Regions from separate parts of the Pan troglodytes genome. Here region 1 is linked to region 2. The links are chromatin contacts, called in public HiChIP or PLAC-seq maps. All regions are on one chromosome and are shown on one strand. The core of a region is the stretch at or near the end of the contact, and the rest is flanking DNA. Distances in the headings are between cores, read along the strand shown.

Evidence for each region. HiChIP or PLAC-seq counts read pairs in DNA pulled down with a chosen protein or histone mark.
Region 1: a contact with region 2 is called in an H3K4me3 HiChIP or PLAC-seq map of stem cell-derived excitatory neurons, with 3 times the contacts expected there. The contact joins the promoter of UBE2G2 here to the promoter of GATD3 in region 2. A contact is called at or near these places in 1 of 7 Hi-C or Micro-C datasets (stem cell-derived neural progenitor cells) and 1 of 1 datasets of contacts at active chromatin or transcription factors (stem cell-derived excitatory neurons).

Annotation. Positions count from the first base shown.
Region 1 is chr22:45,443,188-45,450,122 of NHGRI_mPanTro3-v2.0_pri, forward strand. It overlaps UBE2G2 (ubiquitin conjugating enzyme E2 G2), which reads right to left and starts at 3,706. Exons shown (of 6, transcript XM_531493.8): 1 at 2,904-3,706. The coding sequence starts at 2,946. SUMO3 (small ubiquitin like modifier 3) reads right to left here. Exons shown (of 4, transcript XM_024352427.3): 4 at 6,822-6,935.
Region 2 is chr22:44,727,669-44,734,715 of NHGRI_mPanTro3-v2.0_pri, forward strand. GATD3 (glutamine amidotransferase class 1 domain containing 3) reads left to right here and starts at 2,884. Exons shown (of 6, transcript XM_054675320.2): 1 at 2,884-3,124; 2 at 3,388-3,440; 3 at 5,345-5,458; 4 at 6,462-6,581. The coding sequence starts at 2,984. It overlaps PWP2 (PWP2 small subunit processome component), which reads left to right. Exons shown (of 21, transcript XM_531577.8): 21 at 1-473. The coding sequence ends at 67.

The sequences.
Region 1 (6,935 bases), core at 2,456-4,955, 720 kb after region 2:
CACAGATGTTCTTAATGCCATCTAGAATGATAAATCCTTTCCAGAAGACTTTTGATTTTCTTTGCCCAGATCCATCAAAGAAATCACTTTTCATGGCAGCTATGGCCTTATGAAATGTATTTCTTAAATAAGTCAAAAGTGCTCCCATCCGGGAGCATCCATGGGCTGCAGAATTGGTGTTGTGTTAGCAGGCACAAAAACATTTATCTCCTTACACCTCTCCATCAGAGCTCTTGAGTGACCAGGTGCACTGTCAGGAATAATATTTTGAAAATAATCTTTTTTTCTGAGCAGTAGGTCTCAACAGTGGGCTTATATTCAGTAAACCATGCTGTACACAGATGTGCTGTCATCCAGGTTGTTTTTCCATCTCTAGAGCTCAGAGTAGATTTAGCATAATTTTTAAGGGCCCTAAGATTTTCTGAATGATAAATGAGCACTGGCTTCAACTCAGTCAACTTAAAGTGACCGACATTAGCCCCTAACAAGAGTCGCCCTGTCCTTTGAAGCCAGTCATTGACTTCTCTCTAGCTGTTTACGTTGTATATGGCATCTCCTCCCAATACTGTAGAAGGCTATTTTACGTACCTTGTAAATCTATTGCTTAATTTAGGAGCCACTTTCATCTTGATCTTAGCTAGATCTTCTGGAGACCTTGCTGCTCCACCTTATGCTTTTATGTTATGGAGACAGGTTATTTACTTCAATCTCATGAACCAACCTCTGTTAGCTCCCAATTTTTCTTCTGCAGCTTCCTCACTGCTCTCAGCCTTCATAAAACTGAAGAGTTAGGACCTTGCTCTGGATTAGGCTTTGGCTTAAAGGAATGTTATGGCTGGTTTGATCTTCTATCCAAACCACTAAAACTTTCTCCATATCAGAAATAAGGCTTTTTCACTTTATCATTCATTGTGTTCAACGGAGCAGCACTTCTAATTTCCTCTAAGAACTTTTCCTTTGCATTCACAACTTGGCTAACAAGAGACCCAGCTTTCAGCCCATCTTGACTTTCAACATTCCTTCCTCACTAAACTTAATCATTTCTAGCTTTTGATTTGAAGTGGGTAGAGTGCAACTCTTCACTTCAACACTTGAGCCCACTGTACAGTTACTATTGGCCTAATTTCAATGTTGTTTTGTCTCAGGGAAGAGAGAGGCCGGGAGAGAGATGGGGAAACAGCCAGTCAGTGAAGCACACACAACATTTATTAGGACTACCATCTTTTATGGGCATAGTTTGTGATGCCCCAAAATAATTACAATAGTAACATCAAAGATTACTGATCATAGATCACAGTAATAGATTAAAATGTAACAGAGAGACACGAAGCGAGCAAAAATGGTGCCAACAGACTTGCTTCCATGCAGGGTTGCTTGTAAAAAACTTGTAAACTTGTAAAAAATGCAAGATCTGCGAAGTGAAGCTCAATAAAGCAAAGCGCGCGGGAAAGTGAGGTGTGCCTTTATGTTCTGCTTTAGCAGACACTAGGTGGCGAGCGTTATTTGAACGTTTACAGGAGGCCCTGTGTATCTGCGGCTGCATATCCATGGATTCGACCAACCAGGAATACAAAATATTTGAAAAAAATAACAATAAAAAATGACGATTTAAAAATACAAGTAAAAAAAAATCAGTGTAACTATTTGCGCAGCATTTACATTGCATTAGGTACTATAAGTAACCTTGAGATGATTTAAAAGTTATGAGAGGCTATGCATACATTAAATGCAAATACCACGCCACCTTATAGTAGGGACTTGAGCATCCGAGGATTCTGGTATCTGCAGCGGGGCCTGGAACCAATCCCCTCCAGATACCAAGGGAAGAATGACCATACGTGAGTGAGCCTGTATTTGCAACGTTTTGGTCTGCTTAAGCCAAATATCAACTCTCACTGGGCGGTGTCACCAATAGTTTTACGAAATCAAGCTACATGTATATTCACCACTTATTTTTTTCTCACATTCATTCTTTTAGCTTAACTTTCTTCCAAAATTATCCTCAATCTAATTACAAAAGCAGCGGCTAACTTTATTAAGAGTTACACATCAGGTATTTTGCTAAGCACTTCACCTGCAGTATCAAGTTTAACCTTTTAAGACAAGGAAACTGCAGAGACAGAGAGAGGAACAAGGTCAAGGAGCTAACAAGCAGAGAGGCCGGGTCTGAACTCAGGCCCTGCTCTTAGCCGGCTACTATCTTGTCTCCATCGGCGACTCAGGTTCCTGGCGCTTTCAACACAATGGCATTCCAAGACTTCTCGCAGCAGTTCTTCCAAGCGGGCATTCGGTGTAAAACGATGGAATGCCGAGTGTTCCTAGGTTCTCATTCCTCCCTTCGCTCTCCTCAGACATTAGAAATATCTAATTTACCGGGTAGGAAAGCACTCAAGAGGTTTTCTCAACACTACCCAGGAGGAGTGACAGGTGGCACTGTTCAAAAACCCTTTTCCTTCATTAGAGGGAAAGCCAAAATCTGACCTTTCAAAGCTCCACCAACGAGCCTTTCCCCTTTTAACGCATACACTTTTCCCTCCTAATTCCGCAGCAGCAAGTCAGGCCTTCTTCCTCAAGCTCTCACTGCACGTTCTCAAGGCTGCCAAGAAAAGAAAAAATAGAAGAGAAAAAAACAAGCCCGCAAAGACTCAACTGTGTGTGCTCTCAACTAACACGGCGCCGGCGCTGCCTTTACCGATGCTGGGAAGGCTTCTCTTCACGACTTCACGCGTGAGAGTGGGCAGCGGGCGCAGAGCGCGGCACTCCGCGGGACCCACAGCGGGGCTCGCGGTGGAGGCCCCGGGCCCGGCTCCCCCGCCAGGCTCCCTGCCCCAGCCCCGCCGGACGACGCGGGCCCGGGAGCAGGAACGCGGGACGCTGCTGACGGCCCGGGTCCCCAGACTCACGTTTGTACTCGGCCATCAGCCTCTTGAGCGCCGTCCCCGCCATGGCCCCGCAACAGCTGCGCCGAGCGACCTCGCCTCAGCCGCGCGCGTTCCTCCTGCCCCGACACCGGGGACTGCTTCCGGGCCACCGTCGCGGGCCCAGGAACTCTTCCGGGGCGTGGCGCGTGCGCGATCGCCGAGGCGCGCTGTCCGGGTGGTGGGAGCTCAACCCGCGACCGCGGCTACGGTTCTCTTGGCTCCTGCCCTCGCCTTAGTCGCTCTGCGGGGTTGGTTCGGTCCCGGCACTTCCAGAGGCCTCAGGGTCCTGGTCTTGTAGAGACTTCCTGAACGGTGGCGCCTGTTCTAGTGTGTGTGCGCTAACTGCCTGTTCTGTGCCAGCCGCGCGTGGCCGAAGGGCGGGAGGACGGGGGTTGTGGAGGGGAGGATGGAGGTTGGGGAGACAGGGCGGGGACGAGATAAGAGGTCGGGGGGTGGGGAGGATGGTCGCGGGGCGGTCTGGGGCTGGAGACAAGGGGCCTGAGGTGCGGGTACGCACTGAACATTCCAACCGTCCCCAGCCGGCCGGGTTTCAGGTTTGAAAAGGTGGGAAGGTTAGCTGTCCTGGCGCTTTTCCTCCACGTGTTGTGCGGCTCCGCTGGAGTTCGGGTCCAGCACCTTCTACTCCGAGGGAGAGAGCCGCGGGGAGAGCCCTGTTCGGGCCCGCGGCTCGAACTGACCGCCGGCTCTGCCGAGCAGCCTCGACCCCAGGGCACCCCCGGGAGGGAGGGCGCGGCTCAGGTCCCTGCCCGAACCCCTGGGGTGCTGAGAGACTCCCCAGCGCCCCGCGTGGGCTCCCGGCCTCTCCACAGTTGAGGATCCTGTAAGGAGCGAGCCCTTTTTCCCATAATGGCTGTAGTGAGTGGGTGTGCTTTCCCGATTGACCCGCTGTGAGGTGAGCGATTTTAACCCACATGCTTACTGACTTCACAGCACAGTAAGTGCTTCGTGGCTGTCCGGTGCAAGGATGTATATACACACACACCTTTGCAAAAAAAAGTTTGCATCTCTTGCCTGGCTGTTTGTTGCAATAATCTATCATTTGTCTTTTCCTTCCCAGCATTGCAGATGATCCCTTTAAAAGAAGTCTGATCACATTCACACGCTGCTCCGCCCATTTCACTCAGTAAAGCTGAAGTCCTGCAGTGCTTTGCTCTGCCTCCGGTCACCCCGCCATACTCCCTGACCCTCCCTCCCTCTCACTCCACTCCAGCTGCCCTGGCCTGGTTCAGAGTCCCTGACTCTTCCCTCCCCGGAAACACTTTCTGGCGGCTCTTGTCCCCGACTCTTCCCACCCTCTTTCAGTCTTTGCTCAAATGTTGCCTCTTCAGTGTGGCCTAGGCCATCACCACCCGGCCTTCACCGCATACCTTTTTCTCTGCAACACCTACTCAACACACCGTACTATAGAACTTACTAGCATGCTATAAATGTATTACCCTTATCTGTTGCCTCTAACCAAAAGCGTGTTCCATGAGAGCCATGGGTCCCTGCCTACTTCTGTCTTGTTTCTGGGGCAGCCTCTGTACCTGGACACCGTATACTCTTAACACGGATTTGTCAAATCAAATGAAATTTAACAATACAAACTTCACAAGTATGCATAGTGTAGGAAAATTCCCCAAAATTCAAAATTTCAGTCTACCTCCATCTTTTCAAATGACCACAGTGCTTTATAAAAATGACATGGTCCTTTGAGACTGTTTCAGAGAGTAATTTGTGCAAATGCAATGTGCAAAAAGTCACAGTGGAGGTGCTTCCTCCCCCATTCAAGAGCTGCTCTCTCTCTAATCAGACAGCACCCCACACCCCAAGGCAGTCTGTCCAGTGCTCCTAAAGGAGAGCAGCTCCCCTTTTCCAGTTATGGGAGATGTGGGCAATAAAGCATTACTGTCAATGCTGTGATGTTCACTGTAACATATGCTTGATGTTTTCATAATTTTATCAATCTTTTTCAGACATCTTACTGCAGAACACTGTATGTTTTCCAATTATTATTTTTCAGAAATGTGGTTTACAGCTTCTATCAGGATTAGCTTCAGCTTCAAGTGACAAAAGTCACTTGAAATATGAGTTGCTGAAACAAGATGGCAGTCTCTCCCCTCAACAGGACTGTTACAACACCTTATCTTCAGAGAACCAGGCTCTCTGCAACATTTCAGGGACATCGTTCAGTACCTTATGTGAAATTCCAGTTTAGCTGGGCATCCTATATTTTAATTGGCTAACTCGTGGAACTCTCAACTTGGATCAAGTGGCAGTGGAGTCCCAGGGATTCTGAGCAGCCAGTGTGTAATACTGCATGGCAGCACACCCTGGGGAGGCCAACTGTACAGAATAAAATTAATGCTTTCTATCTTTAGCAACTAAAGTTCTGAAATATAAAAAGGACCTCACAGCTTAACCCATGTTATACGGTGGGGTTTTCCCATGAACATCACGCGTTTCCAGCTGGGCACTCCTGCAGCATGGCTAAGATGACAACTCAAGTTTCCTGGGAGTGGGGGTTCCTGGGATGTGAACCTTTCGGTGCAAAAACTGGAGAAGTTCCAGTTGGGACCCCAGGCATAGATACTAGGATAAATAGGGCCTCTCTCCTCCAGGAGCATCAATTTAACCCAAAGATTCTTGGAGTCAGTTTCACATAAGTAATCTTGTTGAAAATAGTAATCCCAACAGATCTATTTTTCCAAATGCACCATTTGCATAAATCTCAGAAAAAAGACAACTTCAAGAACATACCTTTGCTGGGCACCGTGGCTCATGCCTGTAATCCCAACTACTTGGGAGGCTGAGGCACGAGGATCACTTGAGGCCAGGAGTCTGAGATCAGCTTGGGCAACTGATTTATGGTTTGGATTTGTGTCCATGCCCTTCCTCTTCTGCCATGATTATAAGTTTCCTGAGGCCTCCCTAGCCGTGCTTCCTGTACAGCCTACAGAACTATGAGTCAATTAAACCTCTTTTCTTTATAAATTACCCAGTCTCAGGTAGTTCTTTATAGTAATGTGAGGATGCACTAATACAGCAATATAGTGAGACCTCCATCTCTACAAATCTTTTTTAGAAAGACAGGACATCCTGCTGGTTCTGCTGTGAGGTGTTGTGGGTGGAAGTTCAAGCAGCGCTGCCCTAATACATCCACATATGCTCCTGGCCATTATTCTTATCTAACCTACGGTGCCTGGGACACATCCCTTTCCTCATTGATTTTGGCAGCCGCTTCGCCCCAGGCTGCCTAGGGAATCTGGCAGATGTCCCCATCCTGTATTGTGCCTTAATCCGTGCACTCTTCCTGGTGCAAGTGAATCACGTGTTCCATCTCCACAGCTGCCCATCTTTCTTCACCTTGGGTTCATTCAACTGATGGGCTAAAACAGCTCATTTTCAACCTGGGTTTTGTTACACCATTGCATACTGGGAAATTCTTAAAGCCAAATCAACGTCAGTTCAGTTTCAAAGCAGATAGGTAAGTTGTCCATGGCAGAAGGAAAGCCGACTTACATTCAAACACCAGAAAACGAGAGATGTCCTAGACTAACACCCAAGCTCACCTGCCTCTAAAATCCACCCTTTCTTTACATACGAAACCCAGGAGAGGGAGGGTAACATGTCACAGTGATGCCAGCTCAGACAGCTGTCAGCCAGGGGGTCTCTGAGGAGAGGATGCATCCCTCAGCAGGAAGAAGGCTGGACTAGCATTGGTGATGTGCCAGGGGAGGGGAAATGAGCTGCCAGGCGAATACTAACCTTCCAGCGGCTAGCTTTTCAATCAAAGTTTCTCAGTGCAGTGGCCGCCTGGAATGGTCAATTCAAACACTGAATTGTACCAGTATGCCCCAACCTTCAAACGCAGTGTTTAGTAGAAGCCAAGAGACAGAATACCAAACTATATTTACTGTTTACAGTAGTAAAGGACAACAAATAATGTACAAATTGGTGAATAAACACAACAGAGCCAACAAACATCCCACCCGAGCCCATACAGCAAACAGG
Region 2 (7,047 bases), core at 1,634-4,133:
TGAAGATGACAGCCTGCATCTGCTTGGAGGAGGAGGCAGAGACTCAGAAGAAGAGATGCTGGCCTAGAGCCAGCCGGTTGCAGCGTTGGATTGTGCCGGCTAAGACCTGCCAGGGAGATGGGACCCTTGTGCCACATGGGCCAGCAAAGAGGAGGGGTCCAGAGAACAGCTGAAATACTGTCACTAGTGGTAGTGACTTGCTTTTCCTGTGCACACATGTAGCCCATCAGGACAGCAAGCCGACGGGTCACGCCAGGGGCCGGCACGCACTGGCACCTGGCCCCAGGAGCGGGGCCGTGTGAACGGTGATGAATGTTGAAAATGCGTCTCAGAGGTATTCACATGAACTTTGTATGAGACTTATTTATATCTTTAACATAAAGGTTTGATAAAGAACTTAGGGATAAAAAAAGATGGAGTTTTCTAACGTGAGGATGAAGTCTACACTTCAGATTAAAAAGGGTTATGTTGTATCCTGGTGTCTTGTGGGGGCTCAAGACCTGCCTGCCTGCCCACCAGGGCCTCCGTCCTGGGGAAGCAGGCTGACAGAGCGGGGTGCTCCTGCTGTCTAGCGGGGGCTCTGCCCTGTGACCTGTGCATATCCTTGGGGTCAGGGGCACAGAGCCTCTCCCTGACCTCTTGGGGACGCTTTGGAGTCTGGGGCTGGGATTGGCCTGTCTTGGTGAGCTCACTCAGACCTGCACCAGCTCTGTGTGGGCCACACGGAGGAGGAGACAGCTCCTCCCCTCTGCAGTGCCCTTGGGAATAGTCATCATGAGAGAGGCTTGGGTCTCCAACATGGTAGGGCATCCTGGTCCCCACAGCTCAGTAACAGCAGCCTCCAGGGTCAGGACCTGAGGCTGACACTGAGGTGGGCACTTCACCGACTGCCAGTGCTGTCTGCCAGGCCCAGCCTGTCCCTCGCCAGCGGTGTGGCCCACAAGACCCTGGGTAGTACCTGGCTCCCTTGCTTATCTGGGAAGTGGAGCTGATATCTGCCTGCCGGCCTCCCAGGGGTGGTGTGAGGCCAAATGTACTAGAGAGTGGAGATGAATACGACAGGCAGTGCCTTGTGGCCCACAGCACTGTACCTGGAGGCCTGCAGACCAGAGGTCTTTGTAGAAGGGAGGAGCTCAGGCCCTGATGCCACCAGGTGTTCTGTGGCTGCACAATCTCCATGACCCAGACTAGAGAGAATCCTTAGCTATCGCCTACCCAAAGCACAAGTTCCAGTGTTCCCCTCCCTTGCCTCGCCCTTTTCCGTGAAACAATTTCCAGCGTTCCCCCTCCTCGCCTCACCCTTTTCTTTGTCACATGTGCATGGCGATGGACACCTGAGTAGTCGCCCCTGGGACAACTGGAGCTGCAGCTCTGCAGTGGGGTCTGGGAGCTCCTGGCCAGGGGCAGCTCCCGCACACTTGGTAGAGACAGGGTCCTGGCCCCCACACCGACTGAGTGAGAGTCTGCATTCGGCATTTCCTTTCTGAGTGGCGCTTGGTGTTTTTTTGTGCCATCCCACAACCCCATCGCTCCCACCAGCTGATGCTCCCTGGCTGGCCGCTCCCCAGGAGCTGAGAAGCCTGAAGAGGGCCAGGCACGGAGGAGCAGGAACGAGGACAGTCAAATGTGCCAAGCTTGTCTTTGGTTGTAACTGGTAATGTCCCATGTCTGTTATTCTAGTTCCCCACTATCTTGCGAGGATTGGCAGTAAAGTCCTAGTGATGGACAACGCGGCAGTGGGGAAAGTGACAGCCGTGGCTAGATCATCAGATGTGTCTGTAGAATCCAGTGTGTCCCTGTGAACATCCGCCAGCAGTAACCATTCACATTATTTCAAAAACCTGAATTATTAGGTTGAAAATGGGTAAATCGGGGAAAAAGCCAGCACTTATCCAGCTATTCCTCTGTGAACTAACCCATGCATAACAAATAGATTTTTTTAATGGAAGAATTCCAGCTAGGACCCGAGCAGCTGGGATCTTCACACTGACCGTCCATGCTGTGAACGTAAAAAACAAAAACAAAAAAACAAACCCAAACAGCGCCCGGGAATGGTGGCTCACGCCTGTAATCCCAGCACTTTGGGAGTCCGAGGCGGGCAGATCACCTGAGCTCGGGAGTTCAAGACCAGCCAGACCAACATGGAGAAACCCCGTCTCTACTAAAAATACAAAATTATCCTGGCGTGGTGGCGCATGCCTGTAGTCCCAGCTACTCGGGAGGCTGAGGCAGGAGAGTCGCTTGAACCTGGGAGGCGGAGGTTGCGTTGAGCCGACTTCGCGCCATTGCACTCCAGCCCGGGCAACAAGAGGGAAACTCCGCCTCAAAAAAAAAAAAAACCCAAACAGAATCGGCGGCTCACTTGCCCCCAGACTAACCCAGATCAAGCCCCTGGGTGGAACTGCAGTTTCCAGGATAGAACATCCCGGGGTCAGTAAAACCCGGAGGGGTCGCTCCGTGGGAGCCGGAGCCGCGAGGAGACAGTCATGGAAGCGGAGGGGTAGTCCTGACCCCGCGTGGGTCCTGACGCCGAGATTAAGACGAGTGGCCATTTAGGAGGATGTGGACCCTGGATGCTCGTGGTGAGTTAAGGATGAGACGGAGGTAAGGTAAGAAGCGCCGGACTGAGCCGCCCCGAGGCAAGACTGCTCTGCGGATGGCGGAAAGGGTGCGCCGCCTGTGGAGGCGTCCGATGGGGGCGGGGCTGGGGGCCCCGGGAGTCACCAGCATCCCTCAGCCTCGAGCACGAGCCCTCAGCCACCACCGGAAGGAAGACAGGGTTCCCGGAACTCTATTCGGAGGCTCTGCGCAGGCGCGGGCCCGCCCACCGGCGCACTCACTGGATAGGGCTGAGACGGGGGCGGGTCTTGGCTCCGCCCCGAAGGCTGCGCAGGCGCGGTCCCGACGAGCAACGCGTTTGTAGACGGGTGGGTGCGCACGCTCTGTGCCTGCGTGACCTTCCGACCCCGCTGTCCTCACCGCAATGGCGGCTGTGAGGGCCCTGGTGGCCTCGAGGCTCGCTGCGGCATCTGCATTCACGTCCCTGTCCCCCGGCGGTCGGACGCCTTCCCAGCGCGCAGCCCTTCACCTCTCCGTGCCGCGCCCCGCGGCCAGGGTCGCGCTGGTGAGTGGACGGAGGGGGTGAGGTCAGCTCCCGCCTCCAGAGATCAGCCTTCGCTGTTCTCTGCCCAAGGTCGGCCCCTCTTCCTAGGTCCGCTCCCGCCGCCCCACGTCGGCTCCTTCACCCCGAGTCACCTCCTGCGGCCCAGGTCGGCCCCATTTTCCCGGGTCAGCTCCCGCGGCCCAGGTCGGCCCCTTTCCCCCCAGTCAACTCCCGCCGCCCAGGTCGGCCCCTTTCCCCCGGGTCAGCTCCCGCTCCTCTCGCAGGTGCTGTCTGGATGCGGAGTCTACGATGGGACCGAGATCCACGAGGCCTCGGCGTAAGTCCTCAGGGGCAGCTGGTCCTCCACCCCGGGGGCCTCGAGAAGGCCTCTCCACCAGTGAAGTTTACTCTTTTTTGAACAGCTTAGAGAAAGCATGTATTTTATTTTATTTTTACTTTTTGTCTTTTGAGACAGCGCCCAGTCTGGAGTGCAATGGCGCGACCTTGGCTCACTGCGGCCTCCGCCTCCTGGGTTCAAGCGATTCTCCTGCCTCAGCCTTCCGAGTAGCTGGGACTGCAAGCATGCACCACCACACCCAACTAATTTGTGTATTTTTAGTAGATACGGAGTTTCACCATGTTGGCCAGGCTGGTCTCAAACTCCTGACCTCAAGTGATCCTCCCGCTTTGGCCTCCCAAAGTGCTGGGATTACAGGCATGAGCCACTGCACCCGGCCGAGAGAGCTTGTATTTTAAATACCCTATCCTTGGCTAAAAAAAAGCAAAAACGACTCGCAAAACCCAGGGAGACGCTAAGGAAGAACAGTTTTTAAGTGTCGCTTATACTGTCATCTAGAGCCTAGAAATGACTTAGCATTTCATTTGAGTGTTTTTCAGGACACACACATTTTGAAAACACTGAGATCACACTCACCCGTGTTTTGCAAATGTTTCTGACGCATGGGAAGTAATTCCCATTCATTCAGTTCTCAACATCATTTTAACAGTTGCGTGGTATTTCTGGGTCCTAGACAGGTTACTGTTTATGTAACTGGTCAGCTGTTGCTGAGTGCTTGGTGGCCTGATTTCCTGTGTTACTGGAAATGACTGCAGGCCGAACCAGTAGGGCAGGAGGCCACCACGCGTGCCAGGTACCTGTAGTTCCCATGTGGTTCAGGGTGAACTGGAGAGGGGAGAGCTAGGTGGTGGCGAAAGGGGTGTCAGGCCATGGAGAGTGGCCTGAGGCTGGTGGCTTTGTGGGTGGCCCACCTTGGCCGGTTGGAATTGGCACTAGACAGAGTGAGCTGGGGGAAAGGGCCAGGATGTGTTTCATGATTTGGCCTTGGTGGGATAGAAAATAGCCCCAGAATAGCTTGAGCCCTCCCAGGCAGAACGGCAGGGTCTTGTGTCTGGGGTGTCTGGGTGGATTTCTTATGGGTAGCGGAACCCAAGTGCCAGGGCCAGGTGCTGACCTCTCCCTCTGGCAAGTCACTGCACTTCATGCCTCGGTTTCCTCCTCCACGTAAGGGGCAGTGAGGGCTTAGTGTGTGGGTGGGCTTAGCCACCTATTTCCTGTTGGCACTGGGAGTTGCGGATGCCAGCGTGACCCCTCATAATGTCAGCTGTTGTCCCCAGGAGGAGCTTCTGTTGCCCTTGCCCTTGGGGAGATGGAGCTGCCTGGCCTGTGGTGTTGTCCTGGGGTCTCTTGTGTCTCTCCCACCATCTGTGATGGGAAAGTTGAGGGAGACTAGAAATTGAACTAAGTAGTGACCGAAAGCCCCGTCACACCGTCTGTGCACGTGGCACTCTGAGCACACTGCTGCTTCTCACTCTTGGTGCTTGCAGCAAGCAACTGGAGGAGGGCAGCCAGGCCCTGGGTGTAGGCAGAGCACTCAGCAGCCGGGGACCCGCACGCCTCCAGGCTGTGCCCTCAGTGGAGTCACCCAGCCCCCATACCCCAGTTTGCAAAGGGAGCTGTTGGGACCAGCTGATCTCCATAGCCCACTTCTGAGGGTTTGTCATAGTCGTAACCCACCAACCGACAGTGAATTAGAATGGGGGTGTGGGGGACATTTGGCTTGGATGGAACCAACCGTAACTTTTTGCACAGCAAGTAAGATATTAATATACATTAGGAATTTGCTCCTGGTACTTACCTAAAATCCTGTTTTTAAAAATGTGTTAACACAAATCTGAGTGGGGCACGTTTTGAAGAGTTGTCTCTGGTTTTCCCCCGTGCAGGATCCTGGTGCACCTGAGCCGTGGAGGGGCTGAAGTCCAGATCTTTGCTCCTGACGTCCCTCAGATGCACGTGATTGACCACACCAAGGGGCAGCCGTCCGAAGGCGAGAGCAGGTGTGGGGGTGGGATTGGAACTTGCTTCTTGTCCACCTCCCACGGTGCAGCCTTTTTTTGCTGGCTTAGCTTAAACCAAGTCTTGTGTGCAAATGAACATCCTTCTGAGCAGCTGTGCTCGGGCTGTTCTGGAAGTAATGCTGCCAAGGCTCAGGAGTGCCTTCCTTCCAGTACTCACAGAAGGACTGAAAATGGCGACCGGATGGCTTCCCACTGAGTCAGGCTGCTCATACCTTGGTCTTAAGCAAAGGTGGTGGTTCTCAGTTTGGTCGCCCACCTTCTTCCCCTGTCTGGGGTCCAGATCTGTTTTGCTGGTTCCCAGCAGCATGTCTGTTACTGCGGTGTGTGTGGTTCTGGCCTGTGTGGCCTGAGATCCCCTTCCCTTGCCCGTCCTGCCCGACAGCCCTGTGCAGGCCATTCCAAGGTGCCTTCCAGCTGGCCTTGGACCACGAGAGGTCTGAGCTGGAGATTCGAGGAAGAAGCCATAGCTGCCTCCTGGGGCTGTGCTTCTCACCAGTGGGGACCCCTGTAATTTCTTTTCCTGCCTGGGACCCTGGCTTCTGCACCTGGACTTGCACCTTCGGCCCCCACACCTGGGGGCTAGCAGCTTCCTGCGGTGGCTGGCCTTCGGGTTGCTTCACTGGTCCTGAGTCCTGGCTTCTTACCTTCCCCCCTGAGTCCCACCGTCCTGATGAGTGCACAGAATTCTGTCTGCTTTAGACACTCGGAGAGACTTCCATTTCCCATGGGCCTTGACTGCAGAAGATTCAGAGTGATTTGGCGCAGGTTCTGAAGTGCTGATCTGAAGAGCCCAGCATAGATTTAGTGTTGCTAGAACCATGTTGCCTTTCCAGGTAGTGACCAAACATGCTGACCTGGAAGTAAGTCCCCGTGTGGCTGAGAGCCACGTGTGTGGAGCGTGTTGCCTGTGGGCTGCGCCCCTGCCCCGCTCCACAGTCCTTCACCTGCATGCTGAGGCTTTTTGCCCTGTGCTCTTTCCCAGGAATGTTTTGACCGAGTCTGCGAGGATCGCCCGTGGCAAAATCACAGACCTGGCCAACCTCAGTGCAGCCAACCATGATGCCGCCATCTTTCCAGGAGGCTTTGGAGCAGCTAAAAACCTGTGCGTATTTGAGCTCCAAGGTCTTCTGCTTTCCATATGGAGCAGATGGGAAGGGGGTGCACCTGCCTGCTGTCCAATGTGGTCAGTGGAGCGGCGATAGGAGGGGGTGGTGATAGGAGCAGCCTCTGGGTTTAGGGTCTGGGCAGGGCACGTGCCTGCCCTTTGACTTGGGAGCTGTTCTTAGGATTGGGTCTTAGGTAGCGTTTTAGCGAGACATGCTTTAGTTTCTGCTTCGCTGCTGCCTCTTCTCTCATCATTCCTGGTACCCAGCAGCTGTCAAGAGTGGGTTTGGGGCTCCCTCTTATCTCATCACTGTGCTGTAGGTCTCGTCACGTTGAAATCAGTCTCTGAGTATTTACTCCTTGCAGGTACCAGTTTTTTTTCTCTCTCTCTCTCTTTTTTTTTTTTTTTCTGTAGAGATGAGGTCTTGGTCTGTGGCCCAGGCGGGGATGCCGTGGCACGGTCC